Linked DNA regions of Mus musculus: region 2 is linked to region 1. Evidence: chromatin contacts called from public HiChIP or PLAC-seq data. All regions are on one chromosome and are shown on one strand. Each heading gives the region's core, a stretch centred on a gene start, on an enhancer-like site or on the middle of the called end of the contact. The rest is flanking DNA. Distances are from core to core; before and after follow the strand shown.

The links. HiChIP or PLAC-seq counts read pairs in DNA pulled down with a chosen protein or histone mark.
Region 2: a contact with region 1 is called in an H3K27ac HiChIP or PLAC-seq map of embryonic stem cells, with 3 times the contacts expected there. The contact joins the enhancer-like site here to the promoter of Txndc15 in region 1. A contact is called at or near these places in 1 of 39 promoter capture datasets (cranial neural crest), 2 of 484 Hi-C or Micro-C datasets (the AtT-20 cell line and embryonic stem cells) and 4 of 115 datasets of contacts at active chromatin or transcription factors (embryonic forebrain, embryonic stem cells, neural tube and 1 more).

The regions. Positions count from the first base shown.
Region 1 is chr13:55,712,882-55,716,436 of GRCm38.p6, forward strand. Txndc15 (thioredoxin domain containing 15) reads left to right here and starts at 1,769. Exons shown (of 5, transcript NM_175150.3): 1 at 1,769-1,963. The coding sequence starts at 1,897.
Region 2 is chr13:55,983,472-55,987,211 of GRCm38.p6, forward strand. No RefSeq gene overlaps it. Among named protein-coding and RNA genes, the nearest start is that of Gm31542, 75 kb to the left of the region's middle. Within about 2 kb of position 2,085, at least 11 of the 459 cell types and tissues checked have an H3K27ac peak or open chromatin away from gene starts, as enhancers often do.

The DNA.
Region 1 (3,555 bases), core at 519-3,018:
CAGGTTGGGCCTGTAACCCTGAGATCCTCCTGCCTCTGCCTCCAGAGTGCTGAGATTAAGATTTATTTACTTTTTTAAAAAAAGACTTACTTATTATATGTAAGTAGACATCTTTAGACACTCCAGAAGAGGGCACCAGATCTCATTACAGATGGTTGTGAGCCACCATGTGGTTGCTGGGGTTTGAACTCGGCCTTCGGAAGAGCAGTTAGTGTTCCTAACCGCTGAGCCATCTCTCCAGCCCACTAGCTTGCTCTTTATGGTTTGCTCAGCCTGTTTTCTTATAGAACCCAGAATCAACATGCCTGGGTGGCCCCACCTACAATGGGCTGACCCTCCCACATCAGTCACTAATTAGGAAAATGCTCTGTAGGTTTCCTACAGCCCCACCATATGGAGGCATTTTCTCAGTTGAGGTTCCCTCCTCAGATGACCGTAATTTCCCATTTTGTCAAGATTGTAGTAAAAATTAAACTTTTATTAAAATTTTTTATTTAAATAAAAATTATTTACATTTTATGTTTCTGGGTGCTTTGCTTGCTTGTATATATGTGTGCACAGTATGGTACTGATGGAGGCAGTACTGGATCCTAGGAGCTGGAGGTGAAGAAGGCTGTGAGCTGCCATGTGGGTGCTGGAGATCAAACCCTGGTCCTGTGTTCTTAATGAGTGAGTCACTCCTCCAGGCTCAGGCTCTGAGCTTTAAATGCCAGACACTTACAGGACTTAAGTACTCAGGTTAGAGGCACATGCTTTGGAGTTTGAGTGACAGTGGACTAGTACCCAGCTACTAAGTTACTAAGTATTACAGCGTCTTGACTCAGATTGCCAAGACCTTTGGTTCATAACCCTTGGCCTTCTTCGAGAGCAGTATGTACTCTTAATCTCAAAGTTATCTTCCCCTCTCCCCTCCCCCTTTCTGCTCTCATCTCTTCAACTCCCTTCCCCTCCACTCTTTTCTCCTTCCTTTTCCCACCTCTCATTTTTGAGACAAGGTCTCATTCTGAAGCCCAGGCCAGTTCTGGAATTCATGATGTAGCCCAGACTGGCTTGGAACCCACAGTAATTCTCCTGCCAGAAGAGGGCATCAGATCTCATTATGGATGGTTGTGAGCCACCATGTGGTTGCTGGGATTTGAATTCAGGACCTCTTGAAGAGCAGTCATTGCTCTTAACTGCTGAGCCATCTCTCCAGCCCCCCTAAGTGTCATTATCTTAGGAGTCCCAGTGTTAAAACCAACCAACCAATTTGCCAGAAGTAGCAAATTATAGGATAGACAGTTACATACACACATACAGCAGTTATGCGAAGTTCAAATTTTTTTTTTTTTTTTAAAACTTCAGTCTTCGGACCTTCGGAAGAGCAGTCGGGTGCTCTTACCCACTGAGCCATCTCACCAGCCCGCGAAGTTCAAATTTAACTGGATCTATCCTCTGTCTGGCAACACAAGCTAGTGCAACATGCTGAAGTAATACATCAGACTATCTGTGATTTCCCAAGGTTCTGTCCCTCCTCCATTGTGCACAAGTTTCTTGGCCTTTTTGTCTCTTGAAATGAAAGGTATTAACTCCGCACACAGGTTCAGTACGTGTCGCAAGCAGCGAGGAGTTCTCATGGGAATGGCTATTGATGGCTGCTCGAATCCTACTTTGATACTTGTTCCCCAAAAGCGGCTTCCAGTACAGGTCGCACAGGCCTGGCTAGAGGCCGACCGCCCGACTCCAAGATGGCGTCTGCAGCGTCGGCCAGGAGTCAAGATGGCGGCCCGCGGCCACGCCTGCGCTCTGGGCTCTCCTCCCCGTAGTCTCCCTGGGGCGGGGGGTGCGACTCCGGTTGCCGGTGCGCCGATTTTCTTCCACCGCGGTGGCTGTCGCCGCGGCTCCCTGTCGCGCGCCATGCAACTCCTCTGCTGGTGGCAAGTCCTGCTGTGGGTGCTGGGCCTTCCGGCCCACGGCCTGGAGGGTGAGTGCGGATCGGGGTCCGGCGAAGGCGGCTGCGTGGGGCGACGCGCTGCCACCCGCGGGCGGTGCGGGACGGTGCGTGGCGGTGGGGGTGCTGGGCGGCGGAGGCCGAGCCTGCCCAGGCCCCTCGGCGGGCCTGGCCCGATACCCTCTGCGATGCGCACTTTATGATCAGCCGTCAAACGCAGACACCTGACTTTTGTTGTGTCCTGATTAGAATCCCAGAGCTCAGATCTCCTCCAGTCCTTCCAGCCGCCGCGGGAGACTGCTTCCGTTAATACCTTCATTTCACAGGCTGGAGACGAGGAGGCTCGGAGGGAATAAGCTATTTGCCTGTTCGCACTTAGTAGTAATATCAGAGCCTGAGGTCTCTCCGACTTCAAAGTTCACGCTGGAGTTCGCTCTTGCTGGGCCACTGTTTGAAAGTGGCCACTCTAGATTAGTTGGGATCTGTCTGAAGAAAACACCAAAAACCAACATCAGATTCCTGGGGCCCGTGTTTATGTGGGGACCCCTTTAAGTGGGTAAAGGAGCCACTCTGTGCTAGAGTGGGGAGCAGAGAGAGGCCTTCTTAGTTCATGGCTCTTTTATCCACTCCTATTAAAAGACCATTTCTTTCTTTCTTTTCTTTTGGATTCATTTATTTATTTTTAGTTGATTAGTTAGTATTTTTTTGAGACAATGTTTCTCTCTGGAACCTGGCTGTCCTAGAAATTACTCTGTAGGCCAGAGATCAAGAGATCTGCTTGTCTCTGCCTCCCGAGTGCTGGGATTAAATTCCACCACTGCCTGATTTACATCAAACATTTTTTGTTGCTATTGTCCTTTGTTTTGAGACAGCTCAGACCGACCCCCCCTCCCCCCAATCCTCCTGCCTGCCTAGGGCTGTTTCCATTTAGGGATGCCCAACCTGGAACTGAGACTCAGGACCTAAATCCTCTTTCAATATTATGCAGCCATAGATGAGGGCCTGAGATGGAAGCCAGTGTCTGTCAGATCTCACAGCCAAAAATTGAAATTTTCAATCTATTTAATCACTAGCCTTTAAAATGAAGATGTAAGTGGGGCAGTGGTGGTGCACACCTTTAATCCCAGCATTTGGGAGGCAGAGGCAGTCGGATTTCTGAGTTCGAGGCCAGCCTGGTCTACAAAGTGAGTTCCAGGACAGCCGGGGCTGTACAGAGAAACCCTGTCTCGAAAAACCAAAAAAAAAAAAAAAAAAAAAAAAAAGATGATATATGGAATAGTTGGCTCTCTAGACTTCTTTCTCAAAAAGAAGGCACTGGAACAAGCAGAGAATGGGGTCAGAGTGTTGTAATAAGTCTCGGCACCCTCCATCAGTGTTTATTACAGGCCTGTGGTGTTCCTGACCAGAAAGCAGCAAGGCTGGGAAACTGCTCCCTTTGGCCTGTGCTAGCTGTCTGAAGGTTCTAGACGGGTTCAGCAGCTGCCACCAGATGTGGTGGCACAGGCCTGTGATCTTACCCCAGCGTAGGTGGAGGCAGAAGGCTGGGGAGTTCAAAGCCTGTAGCAGACAAAAGAAACAGAACAATATTAGGTTTTTAGTTTCTCTACATTCAGTGCATACATTAA
Region 2 (3,740 bases), core at 835-3,334, 270 kb after region 1:
CCAGCTGTCCCAGCTCGGCTCCTGGGGATTCTCTTGGAGTCCAGGCATCTTTTCTGTGGTCCTACTCACTCTTACCCAGAAGCCCTCAGCTCTAGGACCAGCTAAGGGGGGGGGGCATGCTATTCCATAGATGCTTTCCCGGGGGAGAGCCGGCAGGTTCTGCTGTGGCTGGCAGCTTTCTGCTTCTGGGGGGCTGGGTGTATTGCAGTCTTTGTAAGTGGGATTATTCCCCAATGTCAGAAGGGCTTCTGCTATTTATAAGGACTCAGGGGTTAACGCCAGCAATCTTTTGTTGAGGTGAATAATTTGCAGTAAACAGCAGCTAATCTGTTTTTTTTTGCGACTTAGTTGATTGCAGGTACTAAAAGAGCTTTGTCTCTGAAAACAGGGTGCTGTTGACTGGCTGGAAGTCTTCCCTGGAAGCAGGTTCAGCGGCTTGTATCTTGCTTTCCCTTCCAGCTTCAGCAATGAGGTAATGGCCATGTGATGGTGCCCACAAGTACCCCATCACTGCCCTCCGTGTGCTCTCGCTCTGCTCTAGCACGGTAACTGCCTCATCTTTCTCTGTATCCTCGCCTCTCTGGGTTACAGGGCACCCCCAGTGGCTGCGTATTGATACTGTTGTGACTGATGAGGTAGGGTCTAATAGAGAGAGGCTCCCCACATTTCTTTCAGGCATTGTTGCTGGCTTAGTGTGGGAGCCAAAGCATCAGTTCCTCGTGGATAGGGCTGGCTCTAGATCGAGGGCTTTGAAAAGGGCATCACGGCTTAGCTCCAGAGATTCTCCAAGGACTAAATTGACCAGTTGACAAATGGCTGGCTCTGCAGTGTAAGAGTTTATTTAAAGCTTGGTGTCTGTTTCTAAGGCATATCCACACCTGGTTCACCGAACTTCTCTTGGCCTCCGTCTCCCTACTGTGCGTTGTTGGCAAATGGTGCTGTTATCTCTCTGCTACCACAACTATGGCAAACACCACAAGGAAACTCCAAGAACAGGGCTCTCAGCAGATAACCTGGCCAGCCAGTCGGTGTTCCTCAGTGCAGACTTGCTTCCTGGGGGCTGATTACTCAGAAATCATCTGGGATGGAACAGGTGGAAGGACCAGGTCCCAGGGCGCTGGACCTGGCTCAGAGTTGGGGGATAGGTAGACACAATGCTGGATGCGCTTCAGGCAGGTTGTTGTTTAGATGGAGTCTCACATTTGGGACAATGGTCCAACCAGAGCCCAAATGGAGCGTTCCTGTTTGTTCCTCTCTGTGCATTCCAAAGTTGGTGGGTGCCTTTAAGAGAAGGCTTTGCCTTCCCAAGTAAGTTTTCCAGTTCCCATGGATCCTTGGTCATCCTGAAGTTGATAGGTCCTGTTTAGGCCTGGGTGCTGGCTTCTCAGGTTTTGAGGTCAGAGGTGCCCTGGGAGAGGGCTGGGTACAGGGAGTTCTTGGGTGTGCAGAAGGAAGGCAGGGAGTGTAGCTGTCTCCCCAGGAGTCTCAGGAAGCTTAGAGTGACCTATAAGAGTCCTTATCATGAGGGGTGTGTCTGAGCGCCACTGTGATTGTGGTGGAGCAGCGGATGTAGATCACCTACCTAAGTGAAGTCTGGGGGCTGGGCTTGAGGACAGGGTTTGCTTGCTCGAATGGTCAGAGGTCCGAGGCTGTCGGTGACGATCCCTTTTGTGTGTGTCTCTGTCTTCCCCTCCTCTTTTTTCTTTACATTTTGCTTAGACAATTTAATAAAGACATTGTATAGCCAAACAGTCCAGACCACAAATGTAAGCAAATCCAAACCCAGGCCCCTTCCCCAAGCTTTCTCTAAGAGGTCAGGTGTCCCTGATTGTGAATTCTGGGCATCTCAAACAGGCTCTTTCCTCTGCCCTGGTTACACCATTTAACAAATTCATTTGGGACAGGCACAGAGGTGAAGATGGAGAAGAGAAATAACTGCCTTTTCTTCTTAAGTGTCCCCCGGACACCATTCCGGCTTGGAGGATTCTCACTAATCTTATCCCTGTCAGAAAAGGAACGATAAAGCAGCTCGGGCTTTAGAAGCAAATCCCCTTCCTGGGCTCGCTCGCTGGGTTTCTGCGATCCCCACTACTGAAGCAGCTTGCCGCCAGCCAGGCTTCCTCTCTGAGAGAGAGGGCTAGGACATGAGGATTTCGCAATACAATTCCTGCACTTTTCATATTTAAATTTGCTTCACTTTTTGGTTTGACTTCCCACTGACCCTTGAAGAACTGGAGTATTTTAAGGAGAGAGAGGGACAGATCTCATTATAGGAAATGAGAAAAATGGGGCAGAGTTTGAAAATGTTTAATGACTGAAACACGATGTTCCAAGTCGCTATTGTATCAGGGTTGAAGTCACTGTTTGGTTACAAGTCTGTTAGGTCTAAGCGGGGTTGATGACATCTGTTTAATTTTAGATGTCTGGAATACATTCTGAAAGTAATGAAACCCAAATGTATGACCAAATTAGAGAACAATTTTATCTGCGACAGAGAAAGTTTTAAAATCAGAGCAAACATTACAACTGAACAAAACTTTAAAAGACCCATCAAGGCTTTGGTCATCTTGCCTTGACTTTTTCCCAGTGGGTCTCCACGGTTGGGAGAACGTTCCTTGTGTTTTTTTTTTTGTCTGTGCACCTCAGACATTATTATGTAATTTGATACTCATTTTCTTGAACTTTCTCTGGATGCATGCTCCGTACTGTATGGTCCTCTCAGAAGAGACCATATTTATGTAAGTGAAGACCCTCTGCCAGGCAGCTGGAGTGGTAAGCCAAAGACTCCTCCCACAATGCTCAAGGCCTCTTGTCCACCCTCACATACCGGGCTGACCTGTACCAGGCTGTCAGAGCCGCCTCATCCCTGTTTTCTCTGAGTCCTGTCCATGTGAGGAGGAGCTTGGGCATACAGGGATACTGGGTCAGGTAAGGTGGGGTTCTCCTCTCCCCACCCCCCACCTTCCCCCCACCCCCAGGTTCTGTTATGGTAAACTCTTCCTGCTGTTGGGCAGAGAATGCAAGGAACTCTTCCTCATGGTCCTTACATAGCCAACATGTAGGATGATGGAGGTCTCCTTTACTGCTCCCATTCTGGGAAGCCCCACAAGAGTGGGGTCAACAGATCGGCAGTCTCATGTCCTCTCCCTACTGCCAGAGTGGCCCCAGGGTCTAACATCCTTCTCTGTCCATGGTGAGACCTGTGTGTGGAGACAGGAAGCAGATGACAAAGGAGGTTTTATAGATGCTTTAGAAGTTCTCCTGCCAGGCCAGGTGAGTCTGTCCCTAATAGATGCCTCTGTCTTCCAGTTATTTGTGTGAGTATATGCCTCGTCCACTCTGGTATTGATTCATGTCCTCTTCTGGAAACTCCTTCTCTGCTGAGTTCCTCCAGCCCCAACTTCTGCTTCATCAGGCTTCAATGCCCTCGGTGTTTATACCCTGGGCCATTAGGTCCATTGGTTACTAGCCATTCATTGGTTACTAGCCATACACTTTGCCTGAAGCTTTGTGTTTGCTTATGGGGTGAAAGAAAGTATATCAGTCGCTCGCCCTAGAGTAATGGTCAAGGTGACACTGGTTTGTAGGGGATGAACTGTCTATCTGGGGTAGATCTTAGGCCTGGAGAGGCCTCTGTTCTGGGCTCTGCAGAAAAGATGGGGGAGCTGTTAGATGCTGTTGGTAGACTGGCAGATGGATAATGTTGATCTGCCCAAACCCTGAGTTTGGGGTCTGTGTGT